Linked DNA regions of Sus scrofa: region 2 is linked to region 1. The links are chromatin contacts, called in public HiChIP or PLAC-seq maps. All regions are on one chromosome and are shown on one strand. The core of a region is the stretch at or near the end of the contact, and the rest is flanking DNA. Distances in the headings are between cores, read along the strand shown. Region 1 overlaps FNBP1 (formin-binding protein 1). Region 2 overlaps GPR107 (protein GPR107).

Region 1 (3,865 bases), core at 616-3,115:
AATACTGAATTACTCTGCTGTACATCTGAAAGTAACAATATTATAAACCAACTATATTTCAATTTTTTTGTCTTTTGTCCTTTTAGAGCTGCACCCACCACATGTGGAGGTTCCCAGGCTAGGGGTCGAATCAGAGCTGTCGCCACTGGCCTACGCCAGAGCCACAGCAACTCGGGATCTGAGCTGCGTCTGCAACCTACACCACAGCTCACGGCAATGCCGGATCCTTAACCCACTGAGCAAGGCCAGGGATCGAACCCGCAACTTCATGGTTCCTAGTCAGATTCTTTAACCACTGTGCCACGACGGGAACTCCCCTATAAATTTTTTTTATCCAGTTCTCAATGGAGTTTGATGAATAAAAAGGCATGTGAACCAGTGATTGAAATGGGTCTTTCTATAACTCTCCACTATGTTTATTTCCAAAATACACTTTAATTTATTTTACCTTTTTTTTTTTTTTTTTTTTTCTTTTTTGGCTGCTCCTGTGGCACATGGAAGTTCCAGAGCCAGGGATCAAACCCTCACCAGAGCAGTGGCCTTAACCACTGCAGTGACAACGCCAGATCCTTCTCACGCTGCACGAGGGAATTCCAGATATACTTTAAAGAAGCAGTAAGTACGGAGCCCTCTTTGGGCTCTTTTTTTTTTTGTCTTTTGTCCTTTTTTTTTTTTTTTTTTGTCTTTTTGTTGTTGTTGTTGTTGCTATTTCTTGGGCCGCTCCCGCAGCATATGGAGGTTCCCAGGCTAGGGGTTGAATCGGAGCTGTAGCCACCGGCCGACGCCAGAGCCACAGCAACGTGGGATCCGAGCCGCGTCTGCAACCTACACCACAGCTCCCGGCAACGCCGGATCGTTAACCCACTGAGCAAGGGCAGGGACCGAACCCGCAACCTCATGGTTCCTATTCGGATTCGTTAACCACTGCGCCACGACGGGAACTCCTTTTTTTTTTTTTTTTTTTTTAAATGTGTGTGTGCTATTTTGTGTTTACCACATTGCTTTTCTCCAATGCATAAATTTGCTTCTCTCTTCTCATTCACGTTTTGGTTAATTACACACAAACAAGCTGCAGAAAGGGGCTGTCCCCAACAAGCTGCCGAATTGATCTATAAATGTTCACACAAGAATGTCTATAAATTCCAAAGTCATCCACAAATACCAAAGGTGGTTTCGCTGGTAATACCTCCTCAGATTCCTCCAGCACCTTGATAAATATAATCTCACGAATCTCCAACCCCACCGAGGTCCAAAACTACCCCCTGCCAGATGAAGAGATGGCTTGGCCTGTATCCTTGGCAAACTGATACCCTGAGCCAAGAACACAACAGGAAAAGGGCCCTGTTCCAACAGAGCCAAGGCAACTTTTGTTTGTGTTTTGTTTTATTTTACTGAACCTAACAGTTAAAAAAAAAAACAAAAAAAAAAACGGAGAAACGTTCAAATGCCAGCAGAAAGAAGACCTGCCGGAGTGGTCTGTGTCACCGCTCTCTGTCGGAGCAGTGGTTTCAGACTGAGATGGGTTTTTCACGTCTCAGTGTCCTTGATCGGTTTCCTGCCTTCGCGACTTGAAAGCTTCACCTGATCTGACTTCCGTGACCTGCCTCACTCATCTCTGTATCCCCGAAAAGTCTTCCAGAACCACTTCCTCAATTTTCTTCCCTATTCATAGGTAAACACTTCCCAAATGAAGGTAGTGATATTAATATTTCCAAACTGATTTCCTTATGACTTGAGGTCTCTTTGTTTCCGAAGGCCTTTAGGTATCTCAAAACCATGTCTCCCCTCGGTGAGTTCAACTGCCACATTCTTCCTCTTTGTCGGCGGCCTGTCAACTCCCTTCCTGACCATATGCTTCGGCTTCCGCTTTACCACGTCCGCTAGTGAATACCTTAACGCTGGTCCCCAGCATGTCAGGCCCTCGGGTACCCTGCACCGTCCATGCCCTTCCAATACCAGGAACCCTCCTCTGTTCAAATCAGAGCTTCCCCCGCTACCTGTGTGCAGCCCATCTGTCCCCCTAATGCGGCCAACTCAAAAATCCCTTTAACTCTTTCAATTATCTAGAGCATCACGTATCACTCTGTCATGACTGTGGGAAGAAAAACAACAGCGAGGAAATCCCAGGTAGACCTCAGATGTCTAAAAAAATCTCTATTTCATTCACGAATCTTCCCCAGAAAGTCTCAGAAAAATCCGAGAGCAAGCACGTTCCCTCGGCTCTTTGGTAACAAGAGTACCAGGATGGAAAACCTCCATGTTCATTCTGGAGAAATGAGTCTAACTTGGTAACAACTTAAAAGAGCTTAGTTCTGAGACAGAGATGAGAATGTCATCCTTAGGGAGGTCCCTGGGGGCTCAGCAGGTTAAGGACTCAGTGCTGTCACTGCTGTGGCTCAGGGTGCTGCTATGGCACGGGTTCAATCCCTGGCCCAGGAACTTCGCATGCCACAGCATGGCCAATAATAATAATGATAATTTTTAAAAAGAATGTCATCATTACATATGTATGTATTTATGTACCCCCCCATAAACAGATTAATGCTTCCTGACAATAAATCCATCATAACGACCACTGAATGTTTCATTCATAGGAAGTGGAGGCAAGCCTGCTGGAGGTACCCCAGCAGCATTTGATTGGAAGTGACGGTCACCCTCTTCCTCCAAGCTCCCCAGAATCCTTAATAATATTTTTGTTTTGTATCATTGCATTTATAAACATAATAACTCACAATAGTTTCATGATGCCCTGTACACTGTCTAATCCTGACATTTAACTAGGGACCACTAGATATAAATTATGAAATAAATTAAGATAAGAAATAACATGTATAAAATCCAGCCTGAAAAGTTAGCTGAGTAGAAGAAAGCAAACAGGAGTTTCCCGGTGGCACAGCAGGTTAAGGATCAGCATTGTCACGGCTGTGGCCTGGGAACTTCCACATGCCACAGGCACCTCTCCTCCACCCCACCCCCCAAAAAAGGGAAACAAACAGATTCCAGAGGGAATGGGTCTACCTTCTGGTAAAGAAACATTATCACTCTGGGAGTTTTCTTGAGAGAAAAAGCTTGACAAAAAAGACCCCCAAAAATAAAATAAAATAAAAAAGAATTCCCGTCGTGGCTCAGCGGTTAGCGAACCCGACTAGCATCCATGAGGACACAGGTTCAATCCCTGGCCTTGCTCAGTGGATTAAGGATCCATCGTTGCTGTGAGCTGTGGTGCAGGTCGAAGACGCAGCTCGGATCCCACGTTGCTGTGGCTGTGGTGTAGGCCAGCAGCTACAGCTCCGATTGGACCCCTAGCCTGGGAACCTCCATAGGCAGCAAGTGTGGCCCTAAAAAGAGAAAAAAGACAAAAAAAAAAAAAAAAAAAGAAAGAAAGAAAGAAAAGCTTGAACATAAGTATGCAAAAGCCTAGTCTCTCTAGAGTCTCTTTCTTACTCACTCGAAAGATAAAGCAAGATTTAAAAGTAGCAGAATACTGTCCCAGATCAAATTCTGCAAGGCCACAGCAGGAAGACAGGACTGTCTTACTCTCAACCTCAGGGTCCAGCTGCTTTGAATTAATACCCACGGCTGAATCCCAGGCCCAGGAATGCGCCATTGTTCTGACCAAGATTTACTATGGAAATTTATTTTGTTTTCTAAGCCGTTATGTTTATTTTACGATGGAACTTCAAGTCTCTTTTTAAAACGAGTGCTGAGGCAGTTACTCATTATTACAGATATACTTTATTTTTATTTATTTATTTAGTCTTTTCTCCTTTTAGGGCCACACCCGCAGCATATGGAGGTTCCCAGGCTAGGGGTCTAATCAGAGCTGTAGCCCCTGGCCTGTGCCACAGCCACAGCAACGCAGGAT
Region 2 (3,865 bases), core at 988-3,487, 150 kb after region 1:
CCTCTGAAAGGCGCTTGTTTGATTGCAGATAGACTACCACTACATCTCCTCCCAGGGCTTCCCGATCGAAGGCTGGGCCGTGGTGTACTACATCACTCACCTGTGAGTCCGCAGGGGGCCCGGGAGACGCCCCTGCCGTGACGCGACCTTCCAGAGAAGCCGGGGGAGCCGTGGGGTGGGGGGCGGGTTCCTGCCAGGTCAGAGGTGTGTGGCGAGCAGGTGGCCGTTCCGACTTGAGGACGTGGGGCTATCGGCTTGCTCGTGGGGGGGTGCCCCCTGCAGCAGCGGCCGGTCAGATAGTGGGGTGCGGAGCCTGGAGAGAAGTGGTGCCTCTCTTCTGCAAGAAATCCCTGAAGTCGTAGCATGGGCTGTAGCTCTCACTCTTAGAGTGAGTCTAAGAGACCCTTTGGTGCTCACTGAGTTTTCCCTTCTGCAGCCTGAAGGGGGCGCTGCTCTTCATCACCATCGCGCTCATTGGCACCGGCTGGGCTTTCATCAAGCACATCCTTTCTGATAAAGACAAGAAGATCTTCATGATCGTCATCCCGCTCCAGGTAAAGGGGCCCTCACCCCGTGGTCTCATTCGCTCCTGACCCCAAGCACGGCCCAGCTCAGGCCTGTGTGGGCAGGGGGCGTCGGCTGTCCCGGAAACCCCAGCCTCTGCCCTCGGGATTGAGGACTGGGCGTCTCGACCTGAGTTTTGATGACCTAGACCTTGGGTCATCGCCCTGGGAGCTGCCACACCATCCGCCGTCCTTGGGCCGGTGGGTGACGAGGGAGCTGCTGAGATGTCGGGGAGACACGCTGCCTACTTTCTGCCTCTGTTTGCCCTGTAACCAGCTGATCCTCTTAGCAGAGACACTCAGCTACCCGGCGGTGTTATTAATAAAATATTTTAAAACCGTGAATGACGTACGTCAGTGAGTAGAATATTAGGTATTGGGCCCGACGTTTATTAAATGCTTCGTATGTGTAGGGCCCTGGGCTGAGGCCAGCTTTACAAGCTTGAGAGCCCTTCAGGGGAGGAGCCTTGGCTCGCGTGTAAGTCTTCCTGGGGATAGAACAGGGACGAAAGGGACGCGGAGTCAGCAGGGGGATCCTAGCTGAGATGCACAGCTGCCCAGCGCTGCTCGACCAGAGGGCATCTGTTGGGTAAACTTGTTCGCAACAGCTGATCATTTCGGAGCCCAGGCTAGTGTGGCAGCTGCGCAGGGAAGGGGACGGCTCTCCAGGCCCCAGGTCAGCTGGCTCGACGCTGGTGATGGGCAGTTTGGCGATGTTGGCAGCTGGGCTATCTTCCCATTCAATGCTAAGGGACATAGGTTAGTGCGCGAGGAATGGTACAGACCAGTTGCTGTAGGTTTCCAAGGAGAGAGTGTTCGCCCCCCTCTGCATGACCAGAAGGGCTTTGTGGTAGAGATGGGAAAGAACCAGGACAGAGGCAGACCTGACAGTGCCGTCTAGTGAGCAGGAGAGGCCAGGGGCTGCACGGCGCTTGGCCGTTCATTCAGCTGCCAGGGCCGCCACTCTGCTGTGCTGAGTTCTTCCGCCAGCCAAGGTCTCAGAGCTTGGACGTGATGGGCCACGGTCCTCCTCCCCGTCTTCCTGCTGCTCCATCCCCTTCCCCTCCTGTTTGCATCCTCTTGGCCCAGCCGGAACTGTGACGTAATGCTTGTGCTCCCCAGAAGGAAGACAGCCCACAGTTACAGGGCAGGTCACTGAGGACACAAGGCCATTTAAAAATTAAATATAAGGAAATTATAAGTATTTAAACATAAGGACTAGCCTGCAAAGTCCTCCAACATCAGCCTAGAAAGTGCAGCTGTTTCCCTTTGGCTACAGAGAGTCACTGTGCATTTCTGGGTAGGGAGTGGGCGAAGTAAAAATGGAATTTCAGGAGTTCCCATCGTGACTCAGTGGTTAACAAATCCGACTAGGAACCATGAGATTGCCGGTTCGATCCCTGGCCTCGCTCAGTGGGTTAAGGATCCGGCGTTGCTGTGAGCTGTGGTGTAGGTCGCAGACGCGGCTCGGATCCCACATTGCTGTGGCTCTGGGTAGGCCGGCAGCTACAGCTCCGATGAGACCGCTAGCCTGGGAACCTCCATATGCCTTGGGTGCGGCCCTGAAAAGACCAAAAAAAAGGAGTTTCAAGGACATTGTTGGCACTTGGTTCCACAGCAGCCCCTCTGGGGGCATTTTGTGCCTCCCATTAAGAGTGTGAACTATGCACACAGTGCCATCAGCCGTTTCAGCTGGGAAAGGCTTTGTTTCCCATGTGTCGTCATAGGCGGAGTCAGTCATGGGCGGAGTCATAGACGCAGACGTTTAGGAGCGACTGGGCTTCAGGGGGAGCCCAGAGGCGGGGTCTGAGGTAGGACAGTGAAACTTCAAACTAGTTTTTGCATTTGTATTAGGTGAAAGATGGCTTCCGTGATGATTTAGCTGCTAAGTCCTAGATGGTAAGAGAAACTACCCTTCCCACGTCCTAGCGCCAGGTGTCACATTTTTGTAGACGTGTAGGGAGCTACCTGTAGGGAGACAGAGTATTGGGGACCGTGGACTTCTCATGGAATTGTCATCTCTGCTTTCAGCCTAATGATGATCTTCGAAAGAATATCTCATAAATCATGCTCCCTTATGCTCAGTAGTACCAGTTTTTAATTTTTATTTATTTTATTTTTTGATTTTTTAGGGCTTCACCCGCAGCATATGGAAGTTCTCAAGTTAGGGTCCAATTGGAGCTATAGCTACCAGCCTATGCCACAGCCACAGCAGTGCAGGATCACGGCAACACCAGATCCTTAACCCACTGAGCTAGGCCAGGGATCCAACCCGCAACCATATGGTTCCTAGTTGGATTTGTTTCCACTGTGCCACACAGGAGCTCCGTACCTCAGTTTTTAAAACACCGCCGTCTGCTTAGCCAGCATGGCCTGCTGAGAGCTTGATGGCAGCACTGAACACACAAGGCACAGCCTTCACTTTGGAAATTGAAGCAGGGTGTGGATGCTGAGAGCGCAGCGCGGTGGGGAGAAACACGCTGTGGAGCAGGCTGAGCGGGTTGTTCCTGTGCGGATGGGCGTGGCCACGCACGCCCAGGGCTGAAGCCGGCCCTCCTTGCTGCTCTGGTCTCTGATAAAGCACCCCGTTATCTGACCCTGGGAGCCGGAGCCCTGGGGCAGGGAGAGTGCAGCCTGAGGGCATGGGCATCGTGGTGGATCTGATGCAGAGTGCCACCTGTTTCTGACTCTGCTGAGGCCGAAGGTGCCCCGAGAGCAGTGTCCCGGTCGCCTGTGGCTGTGTAGCAAGTTGCCCTGAGCCCAGTAACTTCACACCACAGTAACCATTTGCCCTCTCACCTTGGGCAGTGGCTTAATCAGTGCAACTACAGTCAAATGGCGCTGGGGGTGTTGTCACCTTCAGGTCTTCATGAGCCTCCGTCTCCTGGGCGGGGAGGCCTTGATCAGGTGAGGTGGGAGCAGCGAGGCTCCCAGGTGTCCTCTGGGCATCTCCCAGGCATCTCTCTTCCTGGTCCCCGGTGTGGTGGCTGCAGGGCAGTCAGACTCCTAACAAGTCAGCTCAGGGCTCCAGAGCTGTGTCCCGTGAGAGCCAGGCAGGTGCAGTCTCTCCTCGTGTGACCTAGGTCAGAGGTCGCACGCATGCATCACTCCCTCAGTGTTCCCTGGAGCAGGGCAAGGCAAGCTCAGGAGAGGGCACCGGGCAGTCTCTGCTGGCCTAATGGCTAGGACTTGGCCCTTTGATCTCTGCAGCCCGGGTTCCACCCCTGGGCTGGCAGCTGAGACCCCCCCCCCAAGCTGCTGCAGCCCACGGCCCGAACACAAGGGCACAGAAATGGCGCCTT

Evidence for each region. HiChIP or PLAC-seq counts read pairs in DNA pulled down with a chosen protein or histone mark.
Region 2: a contact with region 1 is called in an H3K27ac HiChIP or PLAC-seq map of alveolar macrophages. The contact joins two enhancer-like sites. A contact is called at or near these places in 1 of 47 Hi-C or Micro-C datasets (liver) and 1 of 2 datasets of contacts at active chromatin or transcription factors (alveolar macrophages).

The regions. Positions count from the first base shown.
Region 1 is chr1:270,075,041-270,078,905 of Sscrofa11.1, forward strand. The region is part of intron 6 of FNBP1 (formin-binding protein 1); the gene reads right to left. Among named protein-coding and RNA genes, the nearest start is that of USP20, 81 kb to the left of the region's middle. Within about 2 kb of position 1,866, at least 19 of the 83 cell types and tissues checked have an H3K27ac peak or open chromatin away from gene starts, as enhancers often do. A contact at or near this core is called in alveolar macrophages, where this site is marked.
Region 2 is chr1:270,223,089-270,226,953 of Sscrofa11.1, forward strand. It overlaps GPR107 (protein GPR107), which reads left to right. Exons shown (of 18, transcript XM_021070180.1): 11 at 29-102; 12 at 437-554. Among named protein-coding and RNA genes, the nearest start is that of GPR107, 35 kb to the left of the region's middle. Within about 2 kb of position 2,238, at least 17 of the 83 cell types and tissues checked have an H3K27ac peak or open chromatin away from gene starts, as enhancers often do. A contact at or near this core is called in alveolar macrophages, where this site is marked.